Linked DNA regions of Mus musculus: region 1 is linked to region 2. Evidence: chromatin contacts called from public promoter capture Hi-C data. All regions are on one chromosome and are shown on one strand. The core of a region is the stretch at or near the end of the contact, and the rest is flanking DNA. Distances in the headings are between cores, read along the strand shown.

Region 1 (3,369 bases), core at 434-2,933, 390 kb before region 2:
ACACACTCATGCATGCACATATTTAAACACACACCCACTCATCCACCTGTTTAACACACACATACACACGCATACTCACTCATCCGCCTGTCCATCATCCACTCATCTGCCTATCCTCTCCCTACCCATCCATCATTTAGTTATCATCTACTTATTGGTTCACGCAGCTGTCTATCATCCATCATTCACTCTCCCAGACTTTCTTCATCTCCCCTTCCACAGATCCATCTATCATCCACCGCCCTCATGGTCCACCCTCTGCTTCTCCAACATCTACCCACCCACCCAGTGGAAGATTATATACTAGCATGAAAATCTACCCATTCTTCTTCAATTCTCTCTCTCTCTGTCTCTGTCTCTCCCTGTGTCTCTCTCTCTCTGTCTCTCTCTCTGGGTGGGTGTGTGCACATGTGCACAAGGCACACAAGATTGTGTGTCTGTGTGTGTGTGTGTGTGTGTGTGTGTGTGTGCTGTTGTTGCTAAGCATCCTCCTGTCTCCAATCCCCTAGAGCTGGGGTTACAAGCATGTACCACCACACCTGGCTTTTATGTGGGTGATAGGAATTCAAATGCAGGTCCTCCCAGTTGAGCATTTTCATCATTGAGCTGTCCTCGTAGCCCCAAGGATTTGGTTTTTGAGGCAGGGTCTTAAGTAGCCCAGCTTGGCCTCAAACTCTATTTATAGACAAGGAAGACCTTAAACTCCTGATCTCCTTGAGTAGAGTGCTAGGAATACAGGCATTGCCATCACGCCCACTCGCTTTAAAGGGGCACTGGAGATTAAACCCAGGGCTCTCTGCATGCTAGAGGCAAGTGTTTTACCAACTGAGCCACATCTCTTCAGCCCTCTTTTTCCATTTGTTCGAGGCACAGTCTCACTAGGTAGCCCTGGTTGGCCTTGAGCTGTACAATCCTGCCTCAGCTTCCCAAGTTTTAGGAATCTAGAGGCGCATGTCACAACATCCAGCCCTAAATGAACTGCGCACATACACTGCATTTCCAGCTAACAGTTCTTCCCAGCCGGATGGGTTTATCAGATCGTGACATCATCATAAGTAAAGGAGCCTAAAGCGTCTTCCACACTTCCTGCCTCCACGTTCACACAGCCCGCCTGGGGCAGCCTAGGAAGCTGCAGGGGTTTTGGTTTTTTGGGTTTTGTTTGTTTGTTTGTTTTTTGTTTTTTTGTTTTTCGAGTGGCTGTCCTGGAATTCACTTTGTAGACCAGGCTGGCCTTGAACTCAGAAATCCGCCTGCTAGGATTAAAGGCGAGTGCCACCACGGAAGCTGCAGTTTTAAAGGACTCTTTAAACTGGAGTCTTTTGTGGCTGGTTTGTGGATTGGCCCCTGAGCACTTCCTGTGCCGTCTGGGGCTCCCTGCAGGGCGTGGGGGTGTGAAGGTCCACTGGGTCCCCGTGTTCCTGGGACACTTGTAATAAATACTCTCCCTTCCTTCTCTTTTTTAGTTGCTTATATTTCTTCATCTCGGAAACATGATAATATCAAAGATGATTCTGAGGTAAGTGAATAAGATTAGCATTGCAGGCATCTTTTCAAAAGTCCTGTTGGTGTGCTTCAGGGGCTGTTACATGAATTTCAGTATGCGCTAGGTATAGTAGGCAGCTATTGCGCTAGGCTCAGATGAGACCAGTGGCCTGGCTGCAGCCAGCCTGGCTTTTGAGTTGTGAATTCACCACATTACATCTGCTCCTTTGTCCTTCCTGGCCTGGCAAGGCCTCAGCTGCTCCCTCAAGCAGGTCCTGTCCCGGAATCTGACCAACAGGTTCCATCTGGCTCCATCCAGCCTCATACGTGCTGCCAGCTCTGGTATTCTAGGGAGACAGAACAGGCCATGCTCCCAAGCCTCTGCTGGTCATCTCGCAGAGTAGACACCACTCTCTACCCTCACCCTCACTGAACAGAAGCAGGCCCATGTGTACAGAGCGGGCTTTCCATTCTCCACCCTCACGGAGCAGGTGCCTGGCCTTGCCGCTCTCACAGAGCATGCCCAAGCCTGCAGCTTAACCAAGCAACGCCCGCCCCCCCTCTGCCATCTCCACGCAGCGCCTTCCCTTAGAAGCCTACAGTCTTGGTTCTTTGATGTTCCTCCTTTGAGTTGGACGGCGGTTGGGTGCTAGAGTTTGGGGATTCTGGCAAATGGTTTCCAGTTTCCCATTCTCCCATCTCTGGACCTCTCCCTAGGACCTTAAGCCTGTCATCGATGGGGTGGATGGGATCAAAATCTCTCAGGGGCTGGGGCTGCAAGACTTCGACCTCATCAGAGTCATCGGGCGTGGAAGCTATGCCAAGGTCCTCCTGGTGCGGTTGAAGAAAAACGACCAGATTTACGCCATGAAGGTGGTAAAGAAGGAGCTTGTCCACGACGACGAGGTAAGCACGCGTCCTGCCGAGGCGTCTTGTGGGATTCAGGGTGTCCATGTTTGGGGACAAGGCTGTGCAGGAAGTCATCACCGAAGGCCGTGTGAAATTGTGCTTCAGTGACCTGACCACTCCACTGAGTCACGCGGCTTTCCTGCTTCTGAAGTTTGCAGCCGCAGAATTAGAACCCTTGAGTTTAACGATGCCACCCTCTCTGTCCATCCCTTCGAGGACACTTTGTATGGAATACGGGATGTCCTGGCGCCGTCGTGAACAGTGCCACAGCAAACATTCACATGCACATGTTTGTCCCTTTTCTGCCCTTTCTGTGTGGTTCTAGGAGTGGTGCTGCTAGGTCGTGTGGTAATTCCGGGTGTAGGTTCTGGAAGACCTTCCAAACTCTGTCTAACACGGCTGCACCATTTTGGGTTCCAGCCAGTGGGCTCGGGGCTCCAGTTTTCCCACACCCTCACCAACACTTTTTCCGCTGTGGTTCCCTCTCAGAGCTTGCGTGCGTACCCAGTGTGGCCTCGACTTGCAGCCTCCGTGGTGATGCGTGAAGCTGACACGCTCTCACATGCTTGCTGGCTTCGTGATTGTGTGCTCTGTCGCTGTTACACTGAGTGCCTGCTCTGTCTCTCAGGAGCAGAGACAGGCCAAAGTGTAGACAGGAGTGACTCTGTCCTTTAGCCACTGCTGGGGCTAAGCAACCTAACCTTTGTCAAGTCACAGAAAGGATCCTGTCCCCCACCCCAGCCAGGCTCAGGGCTTGGAACTGAGGTCGGTTTGGAACCTTCACCTGTAGGGTGCTTTTGTAGAATGCACAGCCTGCTGGGCTGGCCCTGTATCCCTGGATGCTGAGCTCCTGAGTGGCAGTACCCATGACTCAAGCCTGTCCTTACCACCACCAGGTGTCACCTCTCCTCACAGTCTTGAGACACTGCCATACCCTTCTGAGCTGACTCTGGCTCCCTTTCTCTGAGTCATCTTTGC
Region 2 (3,359 bases), core at 746-3,245:
CGGTGACTGTTCCACACTGGGCAGAGCTTGAGCATAGGAGACCTCAAAGCCCATACCCACAGTTTCACACTTCTTCCAACAAGGGCCACACCTCCTAACAGTGCCACCGCCCATGGGCCAAGCATTCAAACCCATGGAGTCTATGACAGCTAAGCCTATTCCAACCACCACACATGTCATTGATATGAGATAGTCAAGATTATGCCAGTCCAATTTTACTGGTTTGGCATAAGAACCAATAAAAGCAGAAACTAAAATGATCACGCAAGAGAGGCACTGGAGGAAAACCACAACAACCCTACCCCAAAGCATAGGAAATCAACATCCCTGGAAGGATTCTGGAAATACAGGAAAGGAATGGCCACGAGTGTTTTCAGGTCCTTGAGCTGGGAAAGGAATGGCCACAAGTGTTTTCAGGTCCTTGGACTAGGTACCTCTAACCTATAAAACTTGGAACAAAGACTCTACAATCCTCTGCTCCTGATGACCTGTCTTACCTGGGGCTCCATGAAGACGAGGTGGGTTCTGTCACACTGTGTAGGCATATGTGAGTGAGCAGCCTCAGGGAAGGGCCTGCTGGCTCTTCCTGTTCAACATGCAGCACTTTCTGCAGACATCTTCCCATGCTCCTGGGACCCTCGCATTGTACCCCTCAACACTTAACAGGAAGCAGAGGAAGCCCCATCTCTGGATTTCTTCTGGTGGTGCTTCCAGGACCAGTTGCTCTACAGGACCAGCTCCTCCTGATTCTGCAACTTTATTTTCTTTCCTTTTTTAAAATGTACCTTTGCACACCTGTGTGCACTTGTGTGTGCCCGGGGAGTCCAGCGGTTGAGTGTTTTACTCAGTGCCTCTCAATCGTATTTCTTGAGACAAGGTCTATTGCTGATTCTCATGCCTTTGCTTCCCCCAGGACATGGGATTACAGGTCTCTGTCATTTTACCGAGTCACCTCCCCAGCCTACTCTTGCTTGCATAGGTTTGGGCCCAATGTGAGTGCCTGGTGCCTGAAGAGACCGTAAGGGAGCATCAGATGCCCTCAAGCTGGACTTGCAGAGGATTGTGAGTCGCTGTAGGGATGCTGGGAACCAAACCGTGGGCCCTCTGCAAGAGCAGCTAGTGCTCTTAACCACTGAGCCATCTCTCTAGCTTCTCCTTTTGACACAGTGATATGTATGGTTCCTAACTTCCTGCCTGGCTGTTCAGCCTCAGCTAGGTATCTTGTGGTGGCTCTCTTCCTTTCCTAGCCTCTACATCTGTCAGATGCTTGAACATGGCCCTAGAAAGCATCACAGGGCTTACTTAGTGAGGAAAGGACAGAACACGTGGATTCCTGAGCCTTCTACTCTTCCTAGGGACACACCACTGCGAGCTCCTGTTTATCTCCTTTGGATTGTTGTACATGAGAGCCCGTAGTTTAAAAACTGACATCCACACAGCAGGAAATGGTACTTTACGATGGAAGTTAATAGGATTTCGCGAAAATGCAAAGCAGGAACTTAGACTTGGAAAGGCTGGTCCTTTCACTACTGTAAGTGCCGGCTGCCCTACTGTTCCTCACACTAGTGATTTGTGAGTTCGATTCCCCGTTTCAACTTTTTGGCTCTAATTCTACCACCCTGCTGCACTACTAGGGACCACCTGATGCTAGTGGAGAGCTACGCAAACGCTAGAGAGCCACGCAAACGCATTCTGCGCAGGCGCACCGCTTGCAGACTGTCCATTGAGCTTTACCTGCTACGCCATTGGCTAATAAGCTTATACATATGAGAACAACCTAGGCTTAGGCAAAGAGATCTGCAGTGATTGTCTCTTTGGAGAGAGGGTGTGCCTGTATACTAATATCAGGGGCGGAGCCTGGGGCGAGACAAGCGCACAGTCATGTGACCTGAACCCCCTGGAGGTGGTGCCCACCAGGACTGGGGCGGGATTATGGGCGGGGCATAGGCTGGCTGAAGAGGCTGCGCAGGACAGAGTGAGCCTCCCCAGGCTGCGAGAAGGGACCGTGGAGCAGAAAGGGACGGAGGAGGCCATGAATGTGGTGGACCTTGGTCGCGTAGGAGCGTGTGTCTTGAAACATGCAGTGACTGGGGAGGTGAGATTTGGCTCGCGCAGGGCGGAGAACGCCTCCCCTAATACCTGGCCCAGAGCCTTGGCAACTCACATGGGTTGGAGTGGAGGTCCTGAGGGGTCCTATGAGTTCGCGTACTGGGCGTGGGTACAGCTCATGGTCCACAGAGGAACCATCAGGAGGACCAGTCAGCTGCGAATCTTGGAGCAGCACGCTGCGGGACATGTGAGGCTGCCGGGCATAGGGGGTTGGTGAGCCCATGTCCCCTGACCGATCCATTCTGTAGGCTGTGGAGCTGCGGAGCCTATGGCAGGAGAAAGCTTGTGTGGTGGCCGGTCTGCGACGCTTCGGCTGCATGGTGTGCCGCTGGATCGCCCAGGACCTCAGCAACCTCCGGAGCATCCTGGACCAACACGATGTGCGCCTGGTGGGCGTGGGGCCTGAGGCCCTGGGCCTGCAGGAGTTTCTGGATGGTGGTTACTTCTCAGGAGGTGCGACTCTTCCCGGACTCAGAGCCTGGGCTGACCTCTCCCTTTCTAGGCCCAACAAGAACATATTCATGTGTCAGCATATGCAGCTCTTCCCTGCCCTGCCTTCAGCCTGTGCCCTGGCTGGTGCCCAGACCTAGTGGCAAAGTCCCAGTGACTCTTGCCCTTCCCGTTTAAGCAGTGGTGACATTCAATCCTGCCTTGCTACTCATGGCTTGGGTGGGTGGAGCTGGATACAGTAAGTGGAGGGGACAGACTGTAGGAAGCCTGGGGCACATAGCTGTGGCTTTCCTTTCTAGAACTCTACCTTGATGAGAGCAAGCAAATCTATAAGGAGCTGGGCTTCAAGCGGTAAGTGTGACTGTTTGTGGGCATGAGTCTAACCAGGGACAACAGGAGGACAGAGTGGCCACCGCTCTCTTATGTACCTTCTTGCTACTGCCATCTGCTCTGCTCTCCAGTTTGTCTCATGGAAACTGACACTGGTGCTTCAGCCAGCCCTTCTTTGAGTCTTCTAATGGGTGTTGGTCCAAGGCAGGCCTGTCCTCAGAAGTCTGCTATTTCATAAACAGGAGGGACCTTGGAGCCCAGTGCCTTAGCCATGGCTCATTGCAGTCCTCTGTTGCCACAGACTGCCTGTCATGATAGGCAGTGCCGGCTAAGCGAGATCCCTGGGCACACCCAGCTTGGAGCTCATTCCCCACACTCCACACCACCTCTCCAGGGCCCCCAAGGCTAGCTGTATTCAACCTGGGGGCTCTCAGGGCTTGTGTAGAGCCTAGTTAGACTGGTTGCTGATC

The links. Promoter capture Hi-C pulls out the DNA fragments that hold promoters and counts their contacts.
Region 1: a contact with region 2 is called in a promoter capture Hi-C map of neural stem cells. The contact joins the enhancer-like site here to the promoter of Prxl2b in region 2. A contact is called at or near these places in 4 of 39 promoter capture datasets (the C10 cell line, cranial neural crest, neural stem cells and 1 more), 3 of 484 Hi-C or Micro-C datasets (B cells, CD4 single positive thymocytes and palatal mesenchyme), 2 of 115 datasets of contacts at active chromatin or transcription factors (both in embryonic stem cells) and 1 of 9 other capture datasets (embryonic stem cells).

What each region holds. Positions count from the first base shown.
Region 1 is chr4:155,288,650-155,292,018 of GRCm38.p6, reverse strand. Prkcz (protein kinase C, zeta) reads left to right here. Exons shown (of 18, transcript NM_008860.3): 8 at 1,464-1,516; 9 at 2,200-2,388. Among named protein-coding and RNA genes, the nearest start is that of Faap20, 40 kb to the right of the region's middle. Within about 2 kb of position 1,683, at least 14 of the 459 cell types and tissues checked have an H3K27ac peak or open chromatin away from gene starts, as enhancers often do. A contact at or near this core is called in embryonic stem cells and neural stem cells, where this site is marked.
Region 2 is chr4:154,897,679-154,901,037 of GRCm38.p6, reverse strand. It overlaps Prxl2b (peroxiredoxin like 2B), which reads left to right and starts at 1,995. Exons shown (of 7, transcript NM_025582.3): 1 at 1,995-2,095; 2 at 2,358-2,562; 3 at 2,859-2,910. The coding sequence starts at 2,033. Gm52690 (a long non-coding RNA gene) reads right to left here. Exons shown (of 2, transcript XR_003955190.1): 1 at 2,988-3,359; 2 at 1-2,607.